Linked DNA regions of Sus scrofa: region 2 is linked to region 1. The links are chromatin contacts, called in public HiChIP or PLAC-seq maps. All regions are on one chromosome and are shown on one strand. Each heading gives the region's core, a stretch centred on a gene start, on an enhancer-like site or on the middle of the called end of the contact. The rest is flanking DNA. Distances are from core to core; before and after follow the strand shown.

Region 1 (3,801 bases), core at 387-2,886:
TTTCACCTGAAAGTATCATAACACTCCCCTCTCTCCACCCACGGTAGCCACTGTTTTCCATAAGGTGTCATGTCCACTATGGTTAATGTATTAATAATAATTACCAGTATTCTACTATTACCTATTAAGCTAGGCACTGAAGTGGGCTTTCTTCCCATATTTTCTCCCTTAATCCTTCCCACAACCCTGAGATAGTTACTTATTACTGTCCTCATTTTTCAGACATGAAAAATGAAGAACAGAAACATTAAGTCACTTCCTTAACATCACACAGCTAGTGGCAGGACAAGATTGGAACTCATATCTCATCCAAAGACCATGACTTAACTACCATTATAATCCCATTTTTCTTCATTCAAGATCACACAGCATTAAAGATTGAGAGTTTATTATGCTTGGCCTGGCCAAAGGCATGATGGGGGTTAATAGGAGTCTGTTGCAGCTTAAAAAAAAAAACAAACCTCAGTCATTTTGAAACATGAAGGGTGGTGGGGGCAGTGTGGGGTTCTGTATAGTAAAGGCTGTTGTTTTCTGATTATTTTTCAAATTGAGATGGAGTTTGAACACTCAAGTTAGGCTGCCTGTAGAAGTAAAGAAGCTAGAAAGGGGCCAGGGCTGCTGGCCCAAAGCACAGCCATTAGTCACTGCCTCCTGCGGCTGTATGTGTATATATAGCACTGCCCTTAATATCTGAGGATGACTCTGCTGAGGCAGCTAGTTCTCGAGCCAAAGTTCCCATTATCAGTAGAATTTAACACTTGACTTGTTTATAGTGGTCATGGCCAGTGTTCCCACCCCCCTGACTTAGACCATAGCCTTGTAGTTAGCGATTTGCAAAGCAAGTCAACAACATAGTCTCATACCATCCTCTCAGAGTCCAGTGAACCGGAGAACTGTGCGAAGTGGCTCCAGTCTTTTTAACATTCTACTTTTAGGAGCGAGAAATAATAAGTAAACTGATCTGGAAAATATTCTCCACTCCTGCCCATCTCCCAAAACAAGAACAATTTCTGTTCTAGGTTTTCAACTCAGCACAAATATGGCCTAATCTCCTCCACTATCAAGATATCCACAGGATCATAACTGACTTATCTTTCAAAGCTCACTTGAAAGTCACCTTCTCCAGTTTAGCATCACTTCCTCTATGCACCCCTCCCTCCTGCCCCACCACCTCTCTTCCTAGCAGAGTGGCTGCCTCCCCTTTCTTCATGTCTCCATTTAGCCATTATCAAACTATACCAAACTTTTGCTTTCATGTCTGTCTCCCCCATTAGTTTATGAGCCCCTTGAAGGTCAGGGAAACATGGACTTTTCACCTTGGTTCCATCAAATGCTGTATGGATTTAACATGTTTGTTAAATTAATGTTCAGAAGGTATCCCAGAGCCCTGCCAAAAACTCACTCAAAGATTCAGGTATACCTGGCACACGTAGACCACCTGTCTTGTTTTCACTGCAACCCTGGGGAAGGGGTGGTATCATTCTTATAGATGAGGAAACAAGGTCTGGGTTTCTCAGATTTGTAGTGAGCCTAAGAGTTGGCCAGGGTGCTTGCTCAACAGGCAGATTCCCCTGCACCACCCAGATGAAAACCTCAGCAATGGACCCTGGAACTTGGCTATTTAGCAAGCACTCCAGGTGAGTCTGATGCACGTGGTTGGATTGCACTTGGACAAACACGGATGTAAGTGATTGCTACACTGCGAGTAAATAGTGGAGCCAGGGTTTAAACTCAGCCCTCCTAATTCTAGATCTAGCCCAAGCTATATTTATCTTTGTTGTACTCTATCTCCTATGGCAAGGAAGTGGACAGAAACATGTTGGAAAGATTTTCAGCAACAAGGGCAAAAGCAAAACGGCTTGTGGATGAACCCCAGGTCTATTTTTTTTTCTCTAAGAGATCTTGCCAGACTTCCAACAGCATAGCAGCAGGGTTGCCAAATCATCTCTTACGCAATTTAGCTCTGAAAAGCATTGACCACAGAGCTTTGGGAACTTTCAGAGTTTATACTTCCATTTTTTTTCTTTATCCATTACCCCTCCACCACCAGCCATGCCATTAACCTAAAGAGCATGCTTAGCACCTGAAATGCAATTAGCTGATTTGTTAAATATTAAGATTTCTAGTTGAAAACCAGGAGCTACAACATTTGGGATCTGACAGTAATATTAATGTGTCTTTTTCAAAACCGGGAAGAGAAACATGTGGCTTAACAGGCAATTAGTGGAGATGTTAAAAGAGCTGAGGTATGGTAGGATTTTTTTGTGGCTCATCTATGCTTTGGGTGTTCTTTATCTAAATGTTAGGGGAGGAAATACAGAATGAATGGGATGATGCAATCCTAAAGACTAGAGGGCCACACAACCATTCACCGTAGAGCAGGGTAATTCATATGAGTGCACTGGTGTCTCAGAAACACAAGAAGCCAGGAGTGGGGAGTTATGGACCTTTGTCCAGAAAAGCCCAGGAGAGCCTCCCTGGTACAGCTTGCTACTACTCTTACTGACTGCAGAAGCCCTGCAAGGTTCCCGTGGTGGAGCCTGCTGCGATGCCAGGACTCCTGCGTCTGACTTCAACCTGTCCTCCTGACTCACATTCAGCTAATAACCTTGAAGTGACAACGACTATCTCTGAGATTCCTCAGCTCACTCACTCATGCCAGCCCCCCTGAAATAACAAAGAAGGCCCCTGGCTCCAGCTTAGAGAAGTGGGAGAAGAGACCCCTACAGGCCAGCTGAAGAGTTTCTTAAACAGGGAAGAAAAAAAAAAAAAGGAGGTGGAGTTAAATCATGTTTGAGTACTTGCCTTGCTCTGTGTCAGCTATCAGGTTCAGCATTCTGTATACTGTAGTGATAGAGTATAGTTCAGTGTCTAAAAGTGTGGGCTCTGGAGCCATAGTGCCTGAATCTGAATTTCATCTCCAGCATTAGCTCCATCTGTGACCCTGGGCAACTTCCTGACTTCTTTGTGTTCCATTTCCCTTATCTGTGAAATGGGTCTAATGATAAATCTTGCCTGTCTCATAGGGTTTCTATGTGGATTAGATTACATAATATATATAAAGCTTTAAAACAGTGTTTGGAACATAATAAGAATTTAACCAATATCAGGAATCAATATTATTATCATTCACTTAGTACCTGAAAGAGAGATATTATCTCTTACAGGTGAATAAACAGGTTAAAGAGTTTGTGGAACTCGTCTAAAGTCCCAAAGCTAGTAAGCAATAGAGCCAAGACTTGATTTTAGATCCATCTGGCCCCAAGGTCTGTATTCCTCCCACTATACCCTGTTCCCTTCATAAATGTAGGGTATGTACTGTGAGTTCCTTGGGGAGGTGTATGCCAAAAGCTCTGCCTTCTTCTTCCTCACTACACCCCACCCCACTGCACCTGCCAGTTAAAAACCTTGAACATTGTTGTAACTGCTCCAATATGGAGGTGGGGGTCTCCAGGACCCTTTAGCTTATGGACTAGAATAGTGAGTCTTCCAGCATGAAGCTTAATTTGTGAAAGCACCCTCCACCCTGAGGTTCTTATCTGCATACCTCAAAGATCAAGCTACTCTCTCCCACCCCCTGCCCCACCACACTCACAGCTCATGTGAGAATAATTACCAAGTGTATAGGCTAGCATAAAAACCTTCCCTATCCCTTTCATTTTTCCCTTTCACTCCCTTTCTCCAAGGAAGAATATACTGTGACATCCTGATCCCCTTGAGTGGCTCTTTGATTCATCCTTGATAACACGCATAAGGAGGTAAAGCCCTCGCTTGCCTGATAGCGTCATCTCTCTCAAGCCT
Region 2 (3,680 bases), core at 205-2,704, 190 kb before region 1:
GTTCCTCAAAGCTCATCATTCAAGTATTACTTTCCCCAGAAGTGGGATGAGTTCTTCCTCTTCTATGGTCCTACAGAACCTTACAGAGAATTTTTTAGAGCACTTTGCATGTTGTATAGCCTCTCTCCCTTCTTAGATTGTGAGCTACTTGAGAGGAAGGATTACTTTCCAATTCTGTAGCAATTGTGCCTAACCCAGTGCCTTGCACAAAGCAGATTGCTGAATAAATTATTGAATCCATCTTATTCCTGTAATGTCACTTTTTAAAATTTTAGGCAATTACCTTACCAAAATGCAATTCCTCTTTCTTTCCCTTCATTCCATTTGTGAGTCAAAAAGTTGTCCTTATCAGTAAAACTGTAGTAACCCAACTGTAACGATCCATTCAGCTATAAGGATTCATCTCTAACAAAGAAAAGAAAAGTCAAAAGTTAGGAGTAAAATTTGCCCTAATAAACAACTATTTTCTTCAAATTTTTAATCACTTGAAAGTGTTCAGGTGTCCTCACATATTGCTCTATCCACCTCTTTAAACATATCTTTTTAATTAAAAAGATAGTTTATTAAAGAAATATAGTTATTTCTTATTATTCAAGTTGTCTATCTTTTCTAAACTGTTGTATTACACCAATGATTGTGCTCACTGTTCTTCACAGTAACAAAGTGGGTTCATTATGGGTTAAAGAGGTTTCTTCTGGGCTGACTTCAATCGCATTTCTATGCCTGTTGTGGGACCATTTCGAAGTTAAAAAGATGGTTCCTAGTTATAAAGTATACATTTTCCAGAAACTTTAAAGTGGTTCTAATGCAGATGGTTCACACAGAATATACCTCGACAATTTTAAAGTACCAGTTAAAATTCTAAGCTTATCAGGGCATAAATAACATTTTTTAAAAAGCTACTGAATCAAAACCCAACGAGAATTTCAAATCACGATATAAAGTGTTCCCCTCCAGCTTAACCAACAGTACAATCAATCTAGAACTTCCATCTGATCCCACAAGCACAACCCATACCCCAGGTAGGGAGAGTCTGTAAAACTGCATAATCCAAACTACAACATCCAGAATACCCTCCTCAAGCCGAAACTCTGGGGACAATAAGAACGGGGAAAAGGCGGCTGGCGGGGCGTGGTGGAGAAGCTTCGGGGGCCGGAAGGAGGGGAGAAGAGAAGGAATTGTGGGTATATAAAAAGAAATGTCTCGACTCCATCTCCCATAATCCTCCGTCTTGACTTGCGTCTCTCCGCCAATGTCAATATTGGATTCCGCCCTCCGTCCCCGCCCCGCAGGAAGAACAGCTTCTAGCGACCGCAAACTACATTTCCCATGAGGACAAGGGCTCGGGCCTCCGGCTTCCCTGGAAACAAGTAGCCAATAGGAGACGCCGCAGCGGTTGCGGCGTCGGTGAGAGTCGAGCCTGGGCCTGGGCGCCGGGCCCAAGCCGGCAGCGCCAGGTGGGAGTTCAGAAGACGGGCGCCCGGCGTGGGGCGCCGCGAGGGCACCGCCCGCCCGGAAGCTGCTGCACCGGTCCGATTTTCCGCGGTTCTATAAGGAGTAGCGCTTCAGTAGCCGGGGACCTGGAGGTCAGAGAGGCAGAAAGCCTGAGCGGCTGAGGCTGGGGACTGTGGGACTGTGGGACTGTGGGGGCCTAGGGAGGAGGGAGCTTCCGGGGCCGCAGGCCTCAGCTCTGACTCCGCCCAGCTCCGCCTCCACGGGGGAGGGGGTGTCGGGCCGGTAGTTCCTTTGGGGGCCTGGGAATGCCTTGCCAGTCCCGGGCATGACTTTATGTCAAGTTTTCACTTTCTGCCTCTTTGATAATGAGGTCAAGATCGTTGCCATCTCTTTATCGGCCCCTGCAGCCACTTCCCCTTCCCTGACCAAGTCTTTGGAGCGGAAAGGGTTTCCCCTCAATTTCCAGAAGGGATGGGGAGCAGAGGAGGGAAGACATCTCACTTTTGAGAAATATGTGTTTAAGGTTCAGTGCAGTGTTCTGGTGAGAATAAAAAGCAAGTTAGACCTTTTTTAAAAACCAAGCGCTTTAGGGCTTTCCAGCAAGCATTCATGTTGACAAACATTTAGGGGGCACACCAACTACAGAATAAAGTAGACTGTGCAAAACGAGACTGTATTTTGTTATTACAAACGCGTGTAAAAAGTGCCGAGGGGTTAGTGGAAGGGGATACTGATGGGGTTGGTGGTTGATCAATGGAAGGTCAAGCCTAATCCTGGAAGTGCTGAAGGCTTGAAACTCTCATCTAGTTTCCAGACCTATCCTGATAGGCTTTGGGAAGAAGTTGTATTTTAATTTGGGCTCCAAAGGAGTAAAGAGGATTTAAAATGGGCAAAGGCGGCAGGCAGGCGGGAGTGGGGGGGGGGGCGGGGGAGGAGAAACTGCTTCCTAATATCGGGGTTGAAATTGGAGAAGGGTCTATAGAAGAGGAAGCACTTGTATAATAGGTGGGCTTCCCTGACTAGAGTAAAACGTGTCAGCAGGGATAGATTGGGAAAGAAATCGTGTTGACAAGCTTGGGGTCATAGTAATAGGACACTTTAAGGCATCCACATAGTTTGGATAGTATTCTGTATCAAATTAAAAGCAAAAAATTAAGATTAGGTGATTTTTGTTTTTTCATCCTAGGGGAACCTGATTTGAGATCAATTCTTGGAGAACACAAAGGAGTATGGTGGTATGTTCCAGGTGTGAGTTTAATTTAAACCCAAGAAGGGCTTTGTTTTATAGACTGTTTTGTTTGTGGCTATTCTTAGCTACACTCTAGAGTGGTCATTTTTAAAGCCTAGTGATATAGATTTATTTTCTTAAAAAATGCATTTGCTGCCTAGTGCATCATATTACCTGAATTGTAGTCATTTCATTGGGCAACCATAATGTTGCTATTTCTTGAGCCCACAGAGTGTTCTAGGTGCTGTCTAACAAGCACTTTGTTGCATTATCTTAAGAGTCTTATGAAGTAGGTTCTATTTTTCCCATTTTTCTAGAAGAGGAAACTAAAATGTCAGCAAGTTTAACAACCTACCTAAAGTCACATAGATTGTAAGGAGTTGAGTTGGGATTTGAGTGTATGAATTTCTGACTCCAGAGCCTACGTTCTTTCCATCAGGGTTTTCTGGTGCTGCTCTTCACTTTGGTTCTTGACATTCCAGTTGTGGTAAGGACAGATTATTGTGAGGTGTGCTCGATCACCTTAGCAAAAACCCAAATGATTCACTTTTTAGTTTCTATGTCAGTATGTGTCTGTTGTAAAGTAGCTGCCAAAACCAAATTAGCTTAACTGTTATTGCAGCCGTAGCCGATAGTGTCTGCCAAAACTATCGTCAGTGTTCCTGACTCTGAATCAGGTGATTCTCCATACAAAACATGCCATACCTCTAAGCTATTTGCCCCTGGACAGTACTTTGGATTTGATTTTTTTTTTTTTTGGCCTTTATTTTAAGTGACCTTCTGGGGCACTTGGTCTCCTCCATGACCTTTGCCCTGCATAGAGTGTTTGGGGATGCAGCAGAGTTCCGAGGTGTGAGCTCTCCCTCGGTTTAGTTGGGGAGAGAGATGCAAAGCGCTATGGGAGGATGAAGGAAGGGGTGGCTAACTGTAAGGGAGAGTCAGGAAGAAGGCTTCTGGGAGGAGGTGACAGGACACATAAGTCTCGAAGGATAATGAG

The links. HiChIP or PLAC-seq counts read pairs in DNA pulled down with a chosen protein or histone mark.
Region 2: a contact with region 1 is called in an H3K27ac HiChIP or PLAC-seq map of skeletal muscle. The contact joins the promoter of ENOX2 here to the enhancer-like site in region 1. A contact is called at or near these places in 9 of 47 Hi-C or Micro-C datasets (embryonic fibroblasts, heart right ventricle, liver and 2 more) and 2 of 2 datasets of contacts at active chromatin or transcription factors (alveolar macrophages and skeletal muscle).

The regions. Positions count from the first base shown.
Region 1 is chrX:107,181,011-107,184,811 of Sscrofa11.1, reverse strand. The region is part of intron 3 of ENOX2 (ecto-NOX disulfide-thiol exchanger 2); the gene reads left to right. Among named protein-coding and RNA genes, the nearest start is that of ENOX2, 190 kb to the left of the region's middle. Within about 2 kb of position 1,636, at least 13 of the 83 cell types and tissues checked have an H3K27ac peak or open chromatin away from gene starts, as enhancers often do. A contact at or near this core is called in embryonic fibroblasts, liver and skeletal muscle, where this site is marked.
Region 2 is chrX:107,366,218-107,369,897 of Sscrofa11.1, reverse strand. It overlaps ENOX2 (ecto-NOX disulfide-thiol exchanger 2), which reads left to right and starts at 1,454. Exons shown (of 15, transcript XM_021080170.1): 1 at 1,454-1,530; 2 at 2,642-2,701. It overlaps ARHGAP36 (rho GTPase-activating protein 36), which reads right to left and starts at 1,346. Exons shown (of 13, transcript XM_021080173.1): 1 at 1,074-1,346; 2 at 289-405. The coding sequence starts at 319.